Regions from separate parts of the Mus musculus genome. Here regions 2, 3, 4, 5 and 6 are each linked to region 1. The links are chromatin contacts, called in public Hi-C and promoter capture Hi-C maps. All regions are on one chromosome and are shown on one strand. The core of a region is the stretch at or near the end of the contact, and the rest is flanking DNA. Distances in the headings are between cores, read along the strand shown. Region 1 holds the start of Edem1 (ER degradation enhancer, mannosidase alpha-like 1). Region 2 overlaps Itpr1 (inositol 1,4,5-trisphosphate receptor 1). Region 3 holds the start of Sumf1 (sulfatase modifying factor 1). Region 4 overlaps Sumf1 (sulfatase modifying factor 1). Region 5 has its middle 38 kb from the start of Setmar. Region 6 overlaps Sumf1 (sulfatase modifying factor 1).

The links. Promoter capture Hi-C pulls out the DNA fragments that hold promoters and counts their contacts. A called contact is a pair of places that touch in the nucleus more often than the background predicts.
Region 2: a contact with region 1 is called in a promoter capture Hi-C map of hematopoietic stem and progenitor cells. The contact joins the enhancer-like site here to the promoter of Edem1 in region 1. A contact is called at or near these places in 3 of 39 promoter capture datasets (hematopoietic stem and progenitor cells, liver and neutrophils), 1 of 484 Hi-C or Micro-C datasets (granulocyte-monocyte progenitors), 3 of 115 datasets of contacts at active chromatin or transcription factors (bone marrow-derived macrophages, effector CD8 T cells and memory CD8 T cells) and 1 of 9 other capture datasets (liver).
Region 3: a contact with region 1 is called in a promoter capture Hi-C map of pre-B cells. The contact joins the promoter of Sumf1 here to the promoter of Edem1 in region 1. A contact is called at or near these places in 7 of 39 promoter capture datasets (the C10 cell line, the HPC-7 cell line, hematopoietic stem and progenitor cells and 3 more), 4 of 484 Hi-C or Micro-C datasets (B cells, CD4 T cells, pre-B cells and 1 more), 3 of 115 datasets of contacts at active chromatin or transcription factors (bone marrow-derived macrophages, memory CD8 T cells and pro-B cells) and 2 of 9 other capture datasets (liver and macrophages).
Region 4: a Hi-C map of regulatory T cells shows a contact between it and region 1, with 2.2 times the contacts expected there. The contact joins the enhancer-like site here to the promoter of Edem1 in region 1. A contact is called at or near these places in 2 of 39 promoter capture datasets (the C10 cell line and pre-B cells), 3 of 484 Hi-C or Micro-C datasets (CD4 T cells and regulatory T cells) and 3 of 115 datasets of contacts at active chromatin or transcription factors (memory CD8 T cells, pro-B cells and thymic regulatory T cells).
Region 5: a contact with region 1 is called in a promoter capture Hi-C map of liver, with 2.8 times the contacts expected there. The contact joins the enhancer-like site here to the promoter of Edem1 in region 1. A contact is called at or near these places in 5 of 39 promoter capture datasets (3T3-L1-derived adipocytes, hematopoietic stem and progenitor cells, liver and 1 more), 3 of 115 datasets of contacts at active chromatin or transcription factors (acute myeloid leukemia, double positive thymocytes and large pre-B cells) and 2 of 9 other capture datasets (adipose tissue and liver).
Region 6: a contact with region 1 is called in a promoter capture Hi-C map of liver. The contact joins the enhancer-like site here to the promoter of Edem1 in region 1. A contact is called at or near these places in 4 of 39 promoter capture datasets (the C10 cell line, liver and pre-B cells) and 2 of 115 datasets of contacts at active chromatin or transcription factors (bone marrow-derived dendritic cells and thymic regulatory T cells).

What each region holds. Positions count from the first base shown.
Region 1 is chr6:108,826,698-108,830,153 of GRCm38.p6, reverse strand. It overlaps Edem1 (ER degradation enhancer, mannosidase alpha-like 1), which reads right to left and starts at 1,513. Exons shown (of 12, transcript NM_138677.2): 1 at 921-1,513. The coding sequence starts at 1,414. It overlaps Gm35417 (a long non-coding RNA gene), which reads left to right and starts at 1,878. Exons shown (of 2, transcript XR_377956.4): 1 at 1,878-1,937.
Region 2 is chr6:108,304,545-108,307,996 of GRCm38.p6, reverse strand. The region is part of intron 4 of Itpr1 (inositol 1,4,5-trisphosphate receptor 1); the gene reads right to left. Among named protein-coding and RNA genes, the nearest start is that of Itpr1, 93 kb to the right of the region's middle. Within about 2 kb of position 1,491, at least 214 of the 459 cell types and tissues checked have an H3K27ac peak or open chromatin away from gene starts, as enhancers often do. A contact at or near this core is called in bone marrow-derived macrophages, effector CD8 T cells, granulocyte-monocyte progenitors and 4 more, where this site is marked.
Region 3 is chr6:108,183,830-108,186,978 of GRCm38.p6, reverse strand. It overlaps Sumf1 (sulfatase modifying factor 1), which reads left to right and starts at 1,396. Exons shown (of 9, transcript NM_145937.3): 1 at 1,396-1,686. The coding sequence starts at 1,423.
Region 4 is chr6:108,163,131-108,166,640 of GRCm38.p6, reverse strand. All of the region lies in intron 3 of Sumf1 (sulfatase modifying factor 1), which reads left to right. Among named protein-coding and RNA genes, the nearest start is that of Sumf1, 21 kb to the left of the region's middle. Within about 2 kb of position 1,555, at least 43 of the 459 cell types and tissues checked have an H3K27ac peak or open chromatin away from gene starts, as enhancers often do. A contact at or near this core is called in memory CD8 T cells, pro-B cells, regulatory T cells and 1 more, where this site is marked.
Region 5 is chr6:108,101,071-108,104,434 of GRCm38.p6, reverse strand. No RefSeq gene overlaps it. Among named protein-coding and RNA genes, the nearest start is that of Setmar, 38 kb to the right of the region's middle. Within about 2 kb of position 2,059, at least 7 of the 459 cell types and tissues checked have an H3K27ac peak or open chromatin away from gene starts, as enhancers often do. A contact at or near this core is called in liver, where this site is marked.
Region 6 is chr6:108,144,512-108,147,973 of GRCm38.p6, reverse strand. It overlaps Sumf1 (sulfatase modifying factor 1), which reads left to right. Exons shown (of 9, transcript NM_145937.3): 7 at 3,270-3,383. Among named protein-coding and RNA genes, the nearest start is that of Sumf1, 39 kb to the left of the region's middle. Within about 2 kb of position 1,608, at least 43 of the 459 cell types and tissues checked have an H3K27ac peak or open chromatin away from gene starts, as enhancers often do. A contact at or near this core is called in liver, where this site is marked.

The sequences.
Region 1 (3,456 bases), core at 264-2,763:
ATCTCATCAGCCCTTAGCTTTCCTTTTTGAAACTAAGAATCCTTCCTGGCTTCCATAAGGTAAAGGGAAATGCACATGCCAGATGTCCAAGGGTGTCCATGTAGAATGCCAAGACAACAAACAACCTAATAACTCCACTCCCATCTAAGGAGAGGGAAACACGACAGTCACCAACCAGCCTGACTTGGTCTGTGGCAACGCACACCCTTCAGGGAGGAGGAACTTGGCTGGGTGTCCTGCTGTCTTGGACTTTGAAGTCCACTCGAGTAACCCCGGAACTCCACCTTCCCATACGTGGCTAGTGGGCTGCGAGGACTAGTTGACCTTCTGACAGCACCATCACCCCACTGGTGTTTACGATGGTACCAAGCAATGACGGTGTCAGTCAACTCTGCGCCTAAGAAATCATCCTTCAAGTATCCAGATCGCCAATCTGGGCCAGGCAACTACCATTCCTGCCAATAAGCTCCCCTCAGTCTAGGCTGCGGCCCCTGGAAAGGAGAAACACTTAACGCCTCATCCCAATCCGGGCGTCCAACTCACTAGATGGCCCCTTTCTAGGAACCCGCTCCTTAACCTTATTAAAGCTTTGGGTGTGGCATTCTGATCAGGAGTGGGGAGGCTTCGTTTTGAAGCGGAGTTTTCCAAAGGAAACCTATATAACCAGCACTTAGATATGTGTCTATCTGGAGCAAGGGATACTGTGATTGTCCCTTCCGGTCTCTGGGACTCAGTTTCCCCATTTGCAACAGAAAATGACAAGGACAGCTGTCCTGAAGTTTGGAGGGTCAGGGAGAATCAAGGGGATGGCAGTCCACTGGGGTAAGGAGAGGAGGAACCTCGGACTACTGCGGACCTTAAAGACCCTGGTGTGTTCTCAGGGACCCGGAGGGGCGGAAGGCAGCGCGCGGGCTACTCACGGGTCTCCGCGGTCAGGCCCCCGGCCGCGGCAGTAGATGGGGTTGAGCTCGTCCTGCGGAAAGGCGTGCGCCATGTAGTTGTCATAGCCGAAGACGAACATGCCCCGCGCCAGGTCGCGCATCTGGGCACGCAGCTGCGGCGGGAAGGCGCCGCTGTAGCGCCGCTCGTACTCGTCCGGGCCGCAGCCACCGCCGCCCAGGGCATAGCCCCAGTGCGCCGGGCCGCACACGCCCGGTCCCGGCGTCGGTCCCGGCTCTGGCGGGGTCTCAAGCCGCCCCTCCGTTCCGCGCCTTGGCCGATGAAGCCAGGCCGGGCCTCCGGGCGGACCAACTGGCCCCGAGCCGTCGGGGTCCCTCAAGCGCTGGAAGCCGAAGCTGAGCGGAAACCGCTGGTAGAAGCCCATGCTGGGCCCCAGCCCGAAGACCAACCAGAGCACCGCGTGGAGGCCGAGGCGCAGCAGCACCAGCCCCAGGACAAGCGCTCGCCATTGCATGGTCGCGCGTCCGCCGCGGGCATTATTTTGAAGCGCCGGGCGCGTCCCCAGCCGACCGCCTCCCCGCGCGTCCGCCGGGAGCCCGCTCACTTCCCCTTTAAGGAACTCCCTCGTGACGCACCAGGAACTGGTCCATTGTCCCCCGCCCCGCGGACGGGACCGGCCCGCCTGGCCCCGCGTTCGCCCGCCGGCCGCCGGGGATTGGCCTCCACCGGCCCGGCCTCGAGGGGCGCGGCCGGGGACTCCCTCCGGCTCTATAGGCCGCCCGGACTGCAAGGCCCCGCCCTGCCACTGGGCCACGCCCCCTGGGCGGTTCCGAGTCTGGTCTAGCTGGCGTGGCGAGCCTAGGTCGCTCTGGCTTTTGGGGAAAGAACTTCCAGCCAATAGGAGCGCGGCACGGGAGCTCCGGGAGCCGGACACAGACATGGCCTCTGACCCGCCCTAGCCCGGGTAAATGGTGTCCCTGAACAGAAGATGGATGGGAGAAAGCCCGTCCAGGTATGGAGTAGTAGGTGTGAGAAAGGTAAGGGCCAGGGCCTTTAGGCAAAGGAAGTACTTACGAATATCTAGGAAAGGTTTTTAACTTGGTGGGAGTGGGACTCCCTGGTCCAGACCGCACGAAATGTCCAGATTTTTTGTTTTGTTATTGGAACGCCTTAACTTGGAAAAAAAAAATTCATAATACTTCTAAAATACTCCAAGATCACATCCAATCCCAACAAGGCGGGAGGGGGAACTAACACCAGATCATTTTCATCAGAACCATTTAAACATCTTTTCCTGACAGTCCTATCATCTCATCGCAGTGCTAGGCAGAGGCGACCTTGGAAATGTAGGGCAGATTGGGGGTTTAATCCCATCCAAGTGCTAATTCCTATAATTAAGGTTACTGATTTCGTTTTTTAAGGGCTGTGGCTTTCAACACTTGGAGCGCCTGTAAAAGTTTTGCCTTTCCTAAGATTATACCCTGTGTCTATCAAACTTGCAAAACATAAAAATAAAAAAGTAAAAAAAAAAAAAAAAAATAGGGGAAGTAACGAAATCAGTAATGCCTGTCACCAACCTGAAGGCAATGACAGGGAGGACTTAGGTAAATCCTGGACCATTCTCCTTCCATTTTGGGGTCAGAATTGTCCCTGCAATGTGATAGGGTACAACAGAGCAGCCAGCAACAATTTAAGTTCTTTGGGTTGGGAGAGCTTATTTTGTGAGATACAAAGGCCTGAGCAGTATACAAAAAAAAAGGGGGGAGGGGGAAGAAGTTACTGGACTGGATAAACTTGTATAAGACCAACTGATTCCAGTCCTTGACACGGAACTACTAGTTTCTGCCTCCCTGAAGCTAACACAAACTGAAAATGGACATTAAAGCTATGCTTTGTTTCCTCCATAAGCTACTTCTGTGCAAATTTTAGCTGAAATGTAGCTTGCACTCTGGTCAGCTGTCAGCCACTGATGACAGCAACTGTTCTCACATTACAGAAAAGCCCTAATTTTAAAAGACGAGTCTAATAACCATAGAAAACCAGCTAGTTTATGAAAAATGCTTTTCATGGCACAACTGACAATAAGTGCCAATAGAACAGGTTTTCAGAACGCTAGCATGTATTCCTATTTTATCTTCATTAAAAAAAAAAAACTAAAGATGAAGTATCTGTGACTGTCCCTTTAGACTAGGATTTCTCAGATTGAATGTAGCTGATGAAATTGAGACAACTCTATCTAATCAGAATATTCAGCCTTAAATATAAAAACAAATTCTAAGACAGGATCTCACTATGTAGCCCCAGTTTGTCTCCAACCTGTAATCCTCCTGCCTCCGCTCCAAATGAGATATTATGGGAAGGTTTGTGATAGGTTTTTCCAAATACATATACATTCTCACAAGAGTACCTCAGGACTAGCATGAAAAAGTCACTTCCGTTTTAGGTACAGCTTTACCGTGCAGCTCCAAAGACACAGCTGAGAATCTAGTCAGAATCCTGCCTTGTAACTGTAACCTTGTTAAGTTAGTTCCTGCACTGTTTCCCCTGCTGCAAAAT
Region 2 (3,452 bases), core at 242-2,741, 520 kb after region 1:
TTTTCTCATCAGCAGACAGAAATACATGAACCAGATAGGAGTGAATGGAGAATTCATCTGCCCAAACACCTGCCAGAGCAGGCAAGCAGGCACGCAGGCAAGCAGGCACACAGGCACGCACACACAATCGTGCAGGTGGGTCACTCCAGTGTGCCCCCCCCCTGGCTTGGGTGGGTGGGTAATACATCCTGACAGCATGGAGCTCAGGGTAATTGTGGTATTGAACACGTGCAGTCTTCCCTTCTACATCTCTCTCCCTCTACCCTAGCAAGCTGCCAGATGTCACTCCTTTGCCAGACAGTGAACTGCTGGGGATTTGGGAAAAGAGGGAAGTCATTTTGGACAGGCAGAGCTGGAAGAGAGAAATGTAGGCATGCTTTAAAAAAAGAGGGGTGACCGGGGGTAGGGGGTGTGGGGGGTAGGCTTCACCAACAAGTTCTAGAAAACGAAAGTGACTTCAAAGCTTGCCCAATCCTCACCACCATGGAGAGGCAGGCCATGAAAGATGGGAGGGAAAAACCGGTCTCAGGGTAGCTAGGCAGCCGCCTCAAACCATTACCAAATTCAACTTCCCTTTTTAAAAATAAATAAAAGTTTTTTAGAGAAATGTTCCTGTCTGAGCCAGGAGCAAGGACTACTCCATTAACTCCACCCTCATCTTCAGCTCCACCTTTCATCCAGAAACATCTAACTTGCATTCAACACACTACAAACTTCCTTTTTAGGCTAAAGCACAAACTAACCATGGCCTGAAAGATAAACCACACCTTCTTGTCACTCTTGTGTTCAGTCTAATTATTTTTAAAGTGCTGCTGCTCGGCTTGCCCAGGTCGGGAGGCTAGATCCCACCAGGAAGAGGAGCAGGAAGGGGAGGGGCAGCCGCCTGAGTGGGAACCACTAAGATGACTGTTTCTTTATGACACCGGAAGCCGTACTTCAGAAGATAACTGAGGACATGGATCTGACTGAAATCAATGTCATCTATCCTGTGGTAGATAAAGCCCTCCAAGAAGCAGAGCCAGAGAGAATAACGAGGGGAAAGGCAATCTAGGCAGCAGGATCCTGGGAAATGAGAAGGACCAGCCCACTTGGGGCTCGGAAGAAAGGAAAAACAAACAAACAAACAACAGAAACCAAACAAACAAACAACAACAGAAACCAAACAAACAAAACACCGGAACACTCTGGAGTCCCTGGTTTCAAAAGGAAGTTTATTCTTAACTATACACCTATTGTTAAACATCTCATTAGCCTGAGGTCCAAACATCACCTGCCCTGGAACCAGTGAGAATCCATTAGGATCCCCATTAGAACCAGGAACCCCAAGCTTCCAGCAAGCTCTAGTTCTCCTCAGGAGATGGTGGAGGGCAATAGTGCTTGAAACAGTGAAAAGGCCCTTTCCAGGAATAACGAACTCCACAGCTGACCATATAAGGCAAATGAAAGCAAAAGGCCAGGGAGGCTCTTCCTCGGAGCAGCCGGATAAGGGACAGGGACACACACCCCAACTCGAGCCTGGACTGTCTGGATTGTGGACAGGAAGAGAAAATGCTAAGAGCTACAAAAGCGAAAACACGGAGGGAGCCAAAGGAGAAGCCGGGGTGCGCTGTTTCCAGCCGGGGAACAGGCTTGGCCTGGGAACCTTCAGACACTGTGCGCTGCTGTGCACAGACCCTGTGAAACTGTGCAAACGGGCAGAGTCTGGCACTAGAATTCAAAAGTAACTGCTTTTTTTCAAATCCCCAAGTACAGACTCATAGTCTACAGCTTCTATAGGACCTCGGTGTTACATATGAACCTACACAATCAATTTCCATCTTTCAAATAAAAACATTTACAAGGCTGATTTCATCTAAGTGTTTATTTCACTGTTTTTTTCTTTTTTCTTCCAAACTAAGTCCAAAGTTCATGTTTTAGGAACTCTCCTTATAGAAGAAACAACTCGGTTCTTTAAACTATATTTTCCTCCTCCCTTATGCCAAGAGTCCTTTATATGCTGAGAAAATTTACAATAAATAGCAGAGGGGATGATTGCTATTGTTATAATAAAGGTTGGCTGTGGGGGAGGAAAACAAAACTCTCTAATACAGGGTTCAAGCTTAGATTCTGCCACTGTCTCCTGTGGGTTTTTAGAAATGTCACCAAGCCAGAGTGTGGGCATATGACAAGAGAAGACAGAAGCACCCAGACAGATGGGAAGAGAGCACATTCCATAGATTTTTCCAGAAAAACCTAGCCCTGCTTTTCCTCTCCTTGAGCCATGTAGATTTCTAAAAGCAAAGCGGCTCACTGGAAACTGTAACAAACCATTAACAAACCATCAGTCGGGAAGAGAGGTTTGTAAAGGGTTAAGTGCTCAGAAAACAGTCTGTCACCTAGTTAACAGTGTCTGCCTTCCAGGACCAGAGTCCGGCCTATCCACTTCCTTTCTGTGCAATGCCCTCTCTCACTCATTCTCCGGCATTAGTTATGTTTCGGGAGTCTGGAAAGAATCTTGCCAACCTCAGCAGTGTAGGAAGATGCTCAAGGCTATCTGCATCTTGACCCTGACCGAAGGCAGAAGCAGCAAGATATACAGGCTGGTGGGAGAGGAGAAAGTGGCCATCTATCTCCTAAATAGACTCAAAACTGGGTCAGCTGGCTCACCCTGGACACACTGAGGGAGGTAGGAGGTGTCTCACTCTCAGCGGAAACCCAGCCCTCAGGCTGTAAACTACCCAGCTACTTCTCTGGCGCGTTCCAACGTTGCTACATCAGAAAGCTCATTACGGGGATGGAAGGGGTACTTGACAAAAGCAAAGAGGTGTCCAATCTCTAGGTTCGGAGATTGATATCTAAGGTTAGTTGTGTGACTGCATGGAGCACACTTGATCTGACTTGACAGCTCAGTATTTGTCAATGCATTAAGGCCAGGATTGGATCTTTTGAGGCCTGGCATAGAGCATAAGTTTAAGGGACACTGTCAGAATTAGGAAATGAACAGAGCCCTTTAAAAGCTCCTATGATCCTGATGTTCAGTGACTCTAACCTGTGCTCTACTTATAAACATCTAGCTCCTATCCTACTTTTCAAAAAGGGGGAACAACAATAACAAAAATAAAACCTTTAAAACCCAAGACTCAAGTAGATTTCTTTTAGATAATAAAAAATAGCGGAAAGAGAATCTGATAGCAGCTTCTGTTGACGAGATGGCATTTCTAGTCCACAGGGAGCAGTGTAGGTCCCTCCAACCCAGCAAAGCCTTGCAATGACCTAGCAGATACAGTTCTAGGGCACGATTTCTGACCTGTAAGATTAACTTATATCCAGGACAGAAAACAACATGGTTCCCCCCACCACCACCACCACCACCACAGTCATTTTTGCATCGCAAATGATTTCTGAGCATTGGCTTATTTTTAGCACTTCATACAGTGGAGTCTGCACAAAGCAAAAATAGATGTTTGCTTCAT
Region 3 (3,149 bases), core at 147-2,646, 640 kb after region 1:
TTGCATTTTAAAATATTATTTATTTATTTTTATTTTATGTGCACTGGTGTTTTGCCTGCATGTATATCAATGTGAAGGTGTTAGGTCTTGGAATTACAGTTGTGAGCTGCCTGGTGGATGGTAGGAATTGAACTCTGGTCCTCTGGAAGAGCAGTCACTCCTCTTCCATGGCTAAAACCATCTCTCTTAGCAAGTGTTGTCTTTCCAGTAAGTTACCAGGTGATGCTCTTACTGTTGCTATGGTCCAGGTTTGGCTTTGGACCCGGGACAAGGGACTGAGGTGCATATTTTACAATCAAAGCAGACCTGGCCTCCAGGTTAATCCAGCATACTTAGGTTCCTACTGGGCATACCCTGTCCCCAAGTAGGCCCCTGGCTGCCTGCTCTTCCCTATATAATCCAGACATTTGTTCCTCTCTCTCTCTCTCTACCCCTCTCTCTCTCCCTCTCTCCCCTTCCTCTCCCCTTTCACCTCCTCCTCCTCCTCTTCCTCCTCTTGAAAGAACATAGGTGGGGGTTGGAGATAGGGAGGCGCCAGGCCAGTCCGGACATTCTTGTATGTCTTCCCTATCTTTATGGCTAGTTGGTTCCTGGGATGACTTTACAGCCTTTGTTCTTTGTCTTAGGCCCAAAAAGCCCTCCTAACTAGCAAGCCGCATGAGTCATGGACCTTGAATTTTAATTTTCTTTCACTTTCTCTCTCTGCCCTGTGTGCCCTTTCTCTCTTTCTCCCCACCCCCCACCTTGGTGATGTTTCTGGCCTTGGTCCTTGGGGGCCAGTGAACTCACTCAAGAGCAGCTTCCCAATAAACCTATCTTCAATATATTCTAATTTGGCATTTATTGGTCTATTTTACCAGTGGAGAAATAACCTATCAGTCCAAACTTTGCGAAGTGTTATTTTATACAATCTCATAGTCTAGATTTACCTAACTCTACTCACTGGTCTTTTTCACTATGCTCACTTTCCTAAGTCCAATTTCTGAATTGCTTATAGAGCTCAAAATTCAGGGTTTCTGGTTAGATACCTTGGAGTTAGATTTTGGTTTTGACATGTTTGATACGTGATTTGAGCAGACCACTTAATTGTCCTGTCAACACAATGTAGCAGCATCACGAGAACTAAGTACTTAAAAAAAAAAATGAGTGTTTATGTAGTAAGGTAGTGGTGCTCAGCAAATGCTGAATAAATTCAACTAGCTTTCAACCACGAAACTAGAGAGGGGCACATTGTCTGCGGAAGGCCTTGAATATCATAGAGCTTTGTTGTGGTTTGCATGCTTTTAACATTAGCAGGCAAACTCTGGCTAACTACCTGGAAGCAGTCTCAGGCTATTATTTATTACCTATGTCAGCCAAAGCCGCTGCTTTAAGCACCACAGGTCACGTGATCTCCATGGGTCACATGACTCCGGGAACAACATGGCTGCGCCCGCGCGAGAGCCGGCTCTCCGCTGCTGCATCAGACTGGCGCGAGTCTTCTTGCTGCTGGTGTTGGCGTGCGAGGTGGCGGGAAGCGATGAGGCCGAGGCCAGGGAAGGTGCGGCGTCCCTTGCGGGCTCGTGCGGCTGCGGAACGCCCCAGAGGGCCGGGGCCCATGGCAGCTCGGCGGCGGCGCAGCGCTACTCCCGGGAGGCGAACGCCCCGGGCCTGACCTCAGGCCCGCGACCGCTCGCGCTCACCAAGGTGCGCCTTCCATTCCTGGGGCGTGTGGGTGTCGTTGGCTACGGCATGAGGCCTCGCTGGGCCAGAAGAGGGGGGATTCGGAACTCCTGGAAAGGGTCGAACCACATCCCAAGTCTCTCAGCTACAGATCTCATTTGACAGATGTCCTCCCCCCTGCCCCCCCCCCCCCCACTGGGAGATGGGCAGGGGTTTGTGGCTGTGTTTATCACTAAAACTTAAGAGAGCTTAGCTTGAAGAGTGCTGTCCATTCTTTCTTACCTCTTCTTGCCCACTTCCCCCTTCCTCCACTCCGCCCTCCTGCTGCAGAGCTCCAGGAAAAGTCTGATGGATTCGGGTTTAAGTTCTAGTTTTAGTACCTGTGGAGCCTGAGTCTCCAACACTGCCTTAAACTCACTGTGCTCGCAGACTTGTATTTATTCTGTAGTGCTTAGCACTCCGACTGCAAAGAAGTATGGAGCCGAGTGTACTTTATTGCTTTTATTTATGTCTTTGTGTAGTGCATAGGTGTGTTAGATGTTAGTATGTACGGATGAAAACAGTGAATATAGAAATGGACCTTCATTCTACTTGCTAGCTTTAGGGAATTCACCCCAGGCCCTCTGAATAACACTTTTCTTTTGTACTCCTATCCAGTCTATCCTTGTTTCCCAGGTCTCTTTTCTTTCCTCTATGTTAATTGGCACTTAAGTTCAGGAGTTGGTGAGGGGTAACATCTCCTGTGGGTCTTCCCTCCCTTTCAATATTTCCATAGATTGACTCAGTGGTAGGTAGCAGTGCGACAACTAAAGATGCTTGTCTATAAATCCCCACAGCATTTTTTGGAGGGCAGTTGCCCAGTGGCCACTTGTCTATTTTGCTTACTGCAGTGCAGTGTTGTTTTTCTGTTACCTACTTGATGATGGAAAGAGTTTTAGATCTGATTTATTCTCTATGGATTTGCCCCCCTCCTCCCATCCCAGTGCCTAACCTATTTTAGACATTCTGTAATATCTCTTGAGTGATGTTTGTTTGTTTATTTATTTATTGGTAGCTACACTATTGAGAGGCTATTTTGGGGGTGAAGGTTATCGGGCACTTTTCAAAGAAAGCCTTTGTAAATATATACTTCTACTGTGTACCCAGAGAATCCTGTGCAGTCCATCGTCTTCTGGGTCATAGGTGAGGCAACTGAAGCTTCATGAGTCAAACATTAGTGCTGGAAATTTGGATCGTATTCCACCTATGAGGAATGTCTGTATACTGTGGCTGGACCAAGTTTTGTGTAGCTATTATAGCTGTTGGCATACAGATTTCTTTTGCCTGAGCCTTTTGTGTTAAGTTCAATCAGTAGAAAGTAGGCAATGGAAAAAGAGCCCTGCAAAATAATTTTATATGAGTTTATTTTAGTTTTATGCACAAAAAAATCATACAGTAGCAAATGGAATCAGGATAGCTTCAAATGAGAGGGAGAGATTTATGGATTC
Region 4 (3,510 bases), core at 306-2,805, 660 kb after region 1:
AGGGGACATTTATGCTAGGCTCCTGTCTGCAAACATAACAGAGTATCACTAGTCGTGTCAGGGATTGGTTCTTGTCCATGGGATGGATTTTAAGTAGGGCCATTTCCTCAGTCTCTACAACATCTTTGTCTCTGCACTTCTTGAAGGCAGGACAAATTTTGTTTCAAAGGTTTTAGGGCAAATTTGTACAACCACTCTGAAAATCAGTTTTGTGGTTTCTCAGAAAATTGGGAATAGTTCTCCCTCACAACCCAGCTATACTCCTCATAGGTAAATACCCAAAAGATGCTCCACAGTACCCTGAGGACACTGACTCCACTATGTTCATAGCAGCTCTATTTATAACAGCCAGAAACTGAAACAACCCAGATGTCCCTCACCCGAAGGGATTGAGAAGAAAATGTGGTTGATTTACACAATAGAATACTACTCAGCTGTTAAAACAAAGACATCATGAAGTTTGTGGACAAATGGATGGAACTAGAAACTATCATCCTGCGTGAGGTAATCTAGATCCAAAAGGACATGTGTGGTGTGTACTCACTAATACGTGGATATTAACCATAAAGTACAGAATACCTAGGATATAATCCACAGATTCAAAGAAGCTAAATAACAAGGAAGGCCCAAGGGAACATGCTTGAATTTCACTCAGAATGGGAAATAAATTGTCATTGGATGGAGGGAGGAAGGGAACTGGATGGGAGAGGAAGAGGAGGGGAACTGGTGGGGGTGAGATATAGGGAGAGCAGGGGTGGAATGCAGGGCTGGGGACTTTAGATAAAAATCGGCTTGGGGAAGCACCATCTCTAGGAAGTACTAGACACTTGGGATGGGGGTAGTTCCAGGGAGTCTGTGAGGGTGACTCTAGCTGAGGCTCCTTGTAGTGGGGGACATGGAGCCTTAAGTGGCCACCTTCTGTAGCTAGGCAGGGCTTCCAGTGAAGGGATAAGGACATCAACTCACAAAACACTCCACCCAAAATTTTTCGTTGCTTTTACTGTGTGTGTGTGTGTGTGTGTGTTTTGTGCCTTTACTGCCCTCTTGGAGCCTTTAATTTGTAAACTTTTGTGGGTGGAGGTCAAACCTAGAGTCTTATACATGATAAGCAAACACTATATCACAGAGGTCTACGTTCTATGTGTATTACTTGTTCCTTGAATTACCCCTGTCTTTCTTTTCCCTTAAGTTAAAAATTGTATTCATTTTGTCTCTTGAGTTTCTGAAATAAAAGTAATATTGATAAAATGATTTTTTCCTTTAATTTCCACTTCTTTATTGACTTTGGCACATATGTGTATTTTTTGAGAACACTTTTGCCTATAATTTTATGACTACTTCATTTTGCAACAGCATGTTGTGGGTGTGTACACGTGTGCATGTGTGTATGTGTGTGGCACACTATTATTCTCCATTATTATCCCATGTTTAGATGTGGTTGTACCAGAAGGTTAGTTTCAATATGGTAATGTGGAGAAGTGGTAGAGTTTAAGTAGACTATTGAGACGCACTTTCACTTTCAATATGAGGAGGTAATTAGGTCACTGGGGAGACAGCCTACCGACGGGATTGATGACCTTATAAGCCTTGTTATAAAAGGGCAAGCCTGGGCTGGAGAGACGGCCCACTCAGTAAGCTGCTTGTCTGAGAACATGAAGATGTGAATTTGATCCCCAGATCCCATGTGAAAAAGCTGGCTTCAGTAGTTCATGACTATAACTTTAGAACTTGGGAGACAGGCAGCAGGATTCTTGGTGCTTGGCCTGCCTGTCTAACTTGGTGAGCTCCAGGCCACTTAGAAATTCTATCTGAAGAAAGACATTAAGCGAATGGGGAAGACACCTGACCTCTGGCCTCTAGAACTACATCCATGAATGGAATCATTAGCTATGGACTCATCCTCTTTTTTTTCCCCTCATTTGTGATGATAGGGAATGAGCTTTTTATATGGTAGACACTGAACTGCACTCCCAACCCAAACTAGTTTTCTTTAAACATTACCCAGCAGCTCATATTTTGTTGTAACACCGGGAAAACAACGGGCGCCATCTCTGTTGCTCACTATGAACGTTTGGTGAGTTTTAGAAGGAGGTGTGTCTAGAGCAGCTTTGTAGCTCTGCTCAGATCCTTCCTGCCCTGTCTCCCTCCTGTTACTCTGCTTTGGTGAGGTGGTTTCTGGTTGGTTTGAGATTCTGTGCTGGAAGGGAACCATGGTGGGTCAGTGTCAAGAGTTTGTGGGACAAGAGTCCTGGAAAGTCGGCGTGTGAAAGAGTAATTCATTGGACCCTTGCTGGTGAGGGAACTGATCTTAGGAGCAGCTCAGGTAGAGGGGCTGCTGTGACCACCTGCTGTGACTACCCACCATCATTTCTGTGGTCAGGTATTAGCGAGCTTCCTCTGGGAGGTCCGTGGACACCATCCTTCTCGCTTGTTCCAGGGCTCCTTGTGTGGTAGGAGTTCTCTGGCTTCTTGTATCTTCTGTGCTGCTTGTCTTTGTTGTCATGCGGGCTCCTGTAGGCATTTCATAAATGTTTACCTTACTAGGGTTCATCCCAGAAGGTGGGGCGAATGCACCAGAGGGTTATTTGTTTGTTTTTGTTTTGAGATAGGCTCTCTCTGTGTAGCTCTGCCTGTCTGGAACTCACTCTGTAGGCCAGGCTGGCTTCAAACTCAGAGACGCACCTGGCTCGGCCTTCCAAATGCTGGGATTAAAAGTGTACACCCTCCTGCCCCACTTTGCATTGTGTTATTTACTCCTGTGTCTCTAGTACAGTGACGGTCACTCAGTAGGTGGTTATTATGTATCTGGCAGAATGAAAGCTTATCATTCAGGTGTTGGATTAGAACATTTAGTTCTTGGAAGGGCAGAGCTCAGACCTGGTATGACCTGTTTATCTCTCAGGCTGCAAAGACAGCTCTTCTTTGGTTTGAGATGCTGGTTTGGTGATCCGGGTTGAGGCGGGTTCAGAGCTCCAGAGTTATTTGGAAAGGGAAGTCTAGGGCTAGATGACTGGATAAGATAAAGTACTTCTGTCATTTGTGCTGGATTGAAAAGAGTAGTTGTTTGCTTGACTCAGGAGTCAGTGTGTGGCATGAGCTCAGGAAGACAACTGTGATAACCCTGGAAGGGGAGAGCGCAGTGTCATAGGATAGCAGTTGCTTTCCTCCAACCTGGCTAAGGCTCCTGATAGGATGGGGGTGCAGGAGGTAAGTGGGCGAGCACAGAGCCTGTGTACAGTGCACTTGCATTTATTTTCAAGGCCTAGGTCTTTTAAGGCTCAACGTGGATCAAGGAAAAGAATGAGTATAACCTCAGTCCCCCAATGGAATGTTGGTCTTTATATCATACACTCCCTTATAGAAACAAGGTAGATTACAGACTAAAAATTCATATGTGTCAGGTGAATGCCTTTAATCCCAGCACTTGGGAGGCAGAGGTAGGTGGATCTCTGAGTTCCAGGAGAGCCAGTGCTACACGGAGAAACCCTATCTCAAGAGACAACCCCTTCA
Region 5 (3,364 bases), core at 810-3,309, 730 kb after region 1:
CTTTATTTTTAAGGGTGTGTTGTACATATTAGTTGAGTGGGAAGTGGGTATTTTATCTTTCCCAAGGCCTTAGAAAACATGATTAGAAGGGACCCAGAGGTGGCAGGAGATGGGGGTGGCAACCAAGAGTGACACTTCCTTCTTGTAGAATATTGAATTGCAAATTGGTTGCAAACTTCACAGGGTTCAGCCTATAAACTCTGAGAACAGAACACAATTCTGTAGCAATGCAGATTTTTTTTTTCTTCCAGGTTCCCACCTCTTTTGGACAAAACATTTCAGTTGCCCATTGCTCTTCAGGAAAAGAGTGCAATGGAAGGTGGCATTTATTTCAGGACGTGTTGATTAGGGCACAGGCATGGTGAATGGTTCCAAAATAGTGTCAGAGTGGGTCACTTCTGTTTCCACGTCTTCCCTGATAAATGAATGTTGACATACAATAGAATAATGGCCTTGAGCCCTGGGAACTCCAGCGTTCTCACTCTCTGGTGATGAGCTTTGCTAAAGGAATCACCTTTATCTTCAGTTTTCCAGTAGCACTTAGAATTTTTTCCATGCAGTTAAATCTATAGCTGCCATAGGACAGGGGATATTTTGGAAACAAACATCACTTCCTTTTTGTCCCAAAACTGTAGGAATTTTATAAGAGGCATGATAGAGGGTATTTTATTTCATTGATTTTTTTTTTTTCCATTTTGAAATGATGCTATACGTACACCTTTCTCTCCTCCTTTCCACGGACAGTTATCCTAACACAAAAGGACTAACCTGAAGGCTAGCTATCAGGAAAAGGAAGTGTGGAGGGAGTGGGGGTGGGGGAGGTACACAAAACAACAACAGCACACCCAAAATGTCACAGGTGGAGCAGGCTGTGTGTATGTAAGTGAGGCCCGTTCTAAAGAGGCTGAGAGATCAGGCTGGAACGGCTAAATTGTCCAATGCTATGGAAGAGCTAGATATTTGCGTTTAAAATAACATTTCTTACCACATTTTATGCTTTTGTGTCTATGTGCTACAACACACACGGAGGTCATGTGTGGGAGTCTTCTGCCCTGGTCCTGGTGCTCAAACTCAGGTAGTGGTAGTTGGCAGCAAGCATCTGTACCTGCTGATCCCTTCGCTTCCTTCCTGTTGTGTGGCCTAAGATGGAGTGCAGTTCCACATCCTCTGGCCCTAAGGATCTGGGGTTGGTTCCTGGCACGTAACGTGGTTGCCCACAGCCACCTGGAACTCCAGTTCCAGAGGATCTGACATCTTCTTCTGGTACCTATGGACGCTACACATTCTCATGATCCAGACACAGGAAGGTAAAGCACTCTATACATTACACACATTACACATGGGGAGGTAAAGCACTCTATACATGACAAAATCAAGTAAGTCTGAAAAATGGATAAAGTGCACACAGTGGAAAATTCACTTTATGCAGTGCACTATACATGGGAAGAATGACTGACCCTGCAGTGGTACACAAGGAGTATGTGTGAGAGAGAAAGGGCAGCAGCTTGCCTAGGGACCTCATTTTACTCAGAAGTCTCTGGGAAAGCTCCATGCCTCCATCCCCACCCCATCACACCTAGAATGATTTCCCAGACTTGTGTGATCAGTTGATACACTGACAGGACGTTTTCAGGCCCTTCGGCCATCATCGCTAAGTTTTCCGGTTAATACCAGCTGGTACCACAAATGTCAGGTTCCTCTGACCGATGGCTTCATTTTTATTGGTTGAAACTTGCTTCTTGTAATACAAAGTCCCCCAGAACAGACCTTAGTTCCACAGAATCTGGCCTTTGGTGTTTCTCATGCTTAAAACACCATGGAAATGATTAACTCCGAGAGCCTGGGATGAAACCTTGGCAGTTAGCCAGAGCTGCTTTTTCCCACTGTTGTGTTTAGAACATTAGAGCCAGAATTTAATTAATTTTTTGATTAAGCAAAATCATTACAGATGATATTTAGGTAGGCTATGAAGTAAGAAACGCTAGATTTTGAAACTTGCCCTACTTGAGTTCTGAAAGTTCAAGGGCTTAACACCAAGGGATCGAAATGGCCAGCTTCAGATTCTGATCTGTCCCCAAATGATCATTGACCCTAAAGCCTTCATCACAAGAAGGCTGGTTCATTGGGTCTTTGGAATTTCAGAATAATTGAAGGTGAGATAAAATGGCTGTCCTGGCCTGAATCTAGGTCCTGTTTGACAAACTCTGTGCTTTATCTGCTGAGGGGAATGGAAGCTATCAGAGTGACTTCTAGCATGTCAGTTTGGCACCTCACTAAAGTGCTATTCAAAGCTCAGAATCAGCCTAGGAGAAAAATGAGACCAGCTAGTGGCTGCCAGAGGAAAAGAGGTGAGGCTGTCCTCATGTGCTGATAAAGGTTGGCCTGCATTTTGTCCATGCCTGTTGCTTGCTTTCTCAAAGGCTACAAGTCTTTTTCCTTTATGCACTTGCCAAATAAAATCTTATTTTTCTTTAAGTGACACCGGAAAATGCGTCTTGAGTCTCTTCCTTCAGTAATTGTCTTCAGCATCATGTTGAAGGAGGCCATTGCAGATATGTCCCTCTGTTCCTGTCCAATTCCCTGAGCCACCATTAGGCAGGTAACGTTGTTCCTCAAGGTAAAATATATTTAGTGATAATGCCCACCTATGGGGATTATGGACCAAGGAGAGAATGGTAAGTTCAAGTGTTTAGCGTGGTATACTTCATGGTTTTCTAGGTCCTCATTTCTCAATGGCTCAGTAGTTAAGAGCACTGACTGCTCTTCTGAAGGTCCTGAGTTCAAATCCCAGCAACCACATGGTGGCTCACAAACTTCCATAATAAAATCTGATGTCCTCTTCTGGGTTTCTGAAGACAGCTACAATGTACTTACATATAATGAATGAATGAATCTTTGGGCCTGAGCAGGACCAGAGCAGGACAGGAGTGAGAGGGGCCAGAGCGAGCAGAAAAAGTACCTGAAGACAGCTACAGTGTACTTACATATAATAAATAAATAAATCTTTAAAAAAAAAAGACAAAGCAAAGAAAGAGATAGGTACAGTCAGGTAGGACTGGTCAGCTATAGTTATATCTATAAACAAAGAGCAAACTGGACTAAGGCTACATGAACGTGTTACTCAGATGCCTATTAATTAACAAGTTATATTCCAGATCCCTGACTTGGCAAATCCCTCCTATGCCCAATGGTCTGTCTGCTGCACAAAGTGTCTATACAAAAGGAAAGTTGGATCTGGTCTTTGCCGTTGTCTGTAATTCCGAAGCTCATCCTCTTTAACCTACCTCCCAATGAAAGTGCCTCTTATGGGGCTGGCCTTGTAATTCCCTGGCAGAGTGCTTACCGGGCATGTCCAAGGCCCTTA
Region 6 (3,462 bases), core at 359-2,858, 680 kb after region 1:
CACACAGACTCACAGACTCACATACAGAGACGGAGAGACAGAATTAGAGACACAGAGACAGAGACAGATCAGTATGAGATATGCACTCTCTGTAGATGTTTATTTTATTACCTTTATTGTGGTTCTTGGGATTGAACCTAGGACCACACTAGCACTAAGCTACACAAAACCCTGCTCTGCCCTTCCATTGCTTGGCATTAGTGTTTGACAAAGAGGCCAGCAGGTATCTGCAGAACTTAACCTAAAGACATTGCCCCCCAGTTACCAAGATAAAACTGTTACAGTTACCAGCAGCTCTGAAGGAACCCGTTCTTAAAGTAGACTTAATCAAGGATGGGGAAGGCTTCAGATGGTCACATCTATGTTAGGTGTCTTTAAGTTTAGTTGATGCCTACAAAAATGACCTCGAATTGACCTGAACTGTCCTTTATATTGTCTTAGTTAGGGTTTCCATTGCTGTGATGAGACACTATGACAAAGGCAGCTCTTATAAAGGATAAAATTTAATTGTAGCTGGCTTACAGTTTCATTGCAGTTTCTAACAGTCCATTATTATCATGGTGGGAAGTGTGGCAGCATCCAGGCAGAAATGGTACCATGGAGTGAAGAATTCTACATCTTGATCCAAAGGCAGCTGGGAAGAGACTATGTTCCACACTGGGTGAAGCCTGTCTATAGGAGACCTCAGTGTCCACCTACACAGTGACATACTTCCTTCATCATCGTCACACCTCCTCCAATAAGGCCATACTTCTTAATAGCGCTATTCCTTATGGCCTGGAATTCAAACACATGAATCTGTGGGGGTCGTACTTATACAAACCACCACAGTTGTCACCGTGCTCTCGGAAGTCGAGGACAAGAATCTAACTTACTGGGTTGTTCTCATTTTTAAGACAAGGTCAGGCTAGCACCGGACACCTGAGACTCTGAGTGTTGCACACTGTGAACCTAGGGAGATGGAGGGATGTTTTGCCATTCTACCGTTCCACCATCACTAATTCATTTTGGTTTTAATGCTTAGCAGCTCTTAGCATTTCAAGAAGGATTTGGCTTGTCCACTTGTTTTCATGTGAGGTTCCTGGGAGGAAGCTTGGTTAGTGTGATTCATGTGACCTTGAACAGTGAGAATTCCATTTCCCACACTGCCCTGCTCACATATAATACGTTAGTAACTAAGAGGGTGCTACCTTCCAGATTCTACTTCAGATATTCTCTTATTTAAAGGGGGAGGGCGAACCTTTGATGGGCACTGTTACTTCCCTGTTGAGGACTAACAGCCCAGGAAGGTTAACATGGTACCTCCCATGTCCCGTCTAGAAACCTGGAGATGGATCCCTTCTCTAGAATGTGTTTCAGTTTCTTATTCCCCTGGCCTCGTAGTGTCTTCCACTTCCTCCCTGCAGCCTACTCATTTCTTCTCTTTCTCTTTCCTTCCAACTTAGTCCAGGGGCTCTTTCTGTTCCAGACATGTTTTATAGCTTATGCCGTGGCCTCCCCTCCCTCTTGTTTCTTATATTTGGATCACAGATCCTATTCCAGGGCATGCGTAGATCCTCCCACTGGAGTTTGTACCTTGGAATTTGTGTGGCCTTTCCTGCCCTCATACTTTCTCTGTCCCATTCTGCTTTGTAGAGCTGTATTGAAAGAGAACGAGTGAGTGTGAGTGTCTGATGTGGCCCCAGCTGGCCTCAGACTCACCATGTAGCCCAGGCTAGTCTTGATCCTCCTGCCTCCACCTCCCAGATGGTGGGATTGCCTGTGTGCCTGTCAGGCCCAGCTCTTTAGAGCTGAATTTAGTTTCAGGCATTCTCCTTTTGCTTCCTTCATTAAACTCTTTCTGAACTCATTTGCCACGGAGCCCCTCCCTGCCCGTACTGGCCGCACATGGCATTTCTGAATGAGCCAAGGCTGTTTCCATAGTGAACGCTCATTATGGAAGCAGCATGGTGGGGTTTGACTTCCCAGCTCATCTCCATGAACTGCCTTTCAGTGTGGCTTCCTAACTTGGATTAAAATGCACTGAATTGCCCAACTGACAGATGCTTCTGTATTCATGGGTAGATGTAAAACCATCTGAAGCCATTTAGACATGAATGTTAGTTTATTCATTCTTACAGTCTTACTTCTTCAGTATGGAAAAGCATGAATTATGAAAAGAGAAAAAAATATCTCCGAAGATAATGGCCTTTTTCATCACAAACATATTTTTTTTAAAAAAATGTCTATTGAGAAGAAGGCTAAAATAATTTTTCCCCAAAGGTTTTTTTGTTTTGTTTTGCTTTTATATTTTGACTTTGTCTTTTTTCGATATCTCCCTGTTCCCTGCCTATTGTGGGGACAAAACCTCGGACCTCACCTTACACACTTTTCCACTGAGCTAAACCCCTAATCCTGATGGGGAAAATCTTTAAGTCATGAAACTGGCCAGTGACCTGAATTCACTATTGTTCAGTGTGTTTTCTCCTCCTGCCCTCTGTCTTACATAAACTGCACCTTGCTTCCATGCCTGTGGGTGTTATCCTGTACTGTCTGACCTGCCTTTGAATTGGGCCGTGATTCCTTGATGGATGTATAATTTACTGCAGACTGCTGCATTCCGGAGACCTGCTGTTAGAAACACATGGGTTAATGAGCTGACATTTTCCTTATTTAATGACAGTGACTGCAGATTAAAGAGAAAATGGTCAACTGGATGGAGCTTGTGGAGGAGGCAGAGTTAGTGTGGAATCTATGGCGCTAAAAGACACTATTTGCCTGGAAAAGCTGCTTTCCAGTGACAAGACGTTGATACTAGGAGGACATTTCTGTTAATGATCTTGAAGCCTAAATACTGTTTGTCTGTATACCCCCACATACTCATACATACATGCACACACACACACACACACACACACACACACACACACACGCACGCACGTATTCTTACACGCACCTCTCTCCCATATTAGTCAAGCCTTGGTACTTATAGTTAGTGTTAGTTACTATTGTTTCCTGTTAAAAATAACCTCACCAGTTCCAGCCCATTTAATACACTCTCTTAGGTTTATAAACTCCCTCTGAATGCTTAAAGTAAAACAAAACAGAGGGGGCCGAGATTTTTATATTTATTTTTCCAGACTGGTGTTTGGTAGGTGGTTATGAAAATTGGCATTCCTATTATGAAATAAATGATCTTGATTCGTTGATGTACCAGAGAGATTTTTTATAGCACTATAGATTTTAATAGTGAATAATTAATTGGTCAATGTTGTTTTCTTTATTTTTAGGTTGATGCCTTTCCTCCCAATGGCTATGGCTTATACAACATAGTGGGGAATGTGTGGGAGTGGACCTCAGACTGGTGGACTGTTCACCATTCTGTTGAGGAAACGTTCAACCCAGTGAGTATCTTGTAGAATAGGCTTGTATCTTGATGGGTGACCCTTGTCCTCTGAGCAGACAGCAGCAAGGGTTTCATGC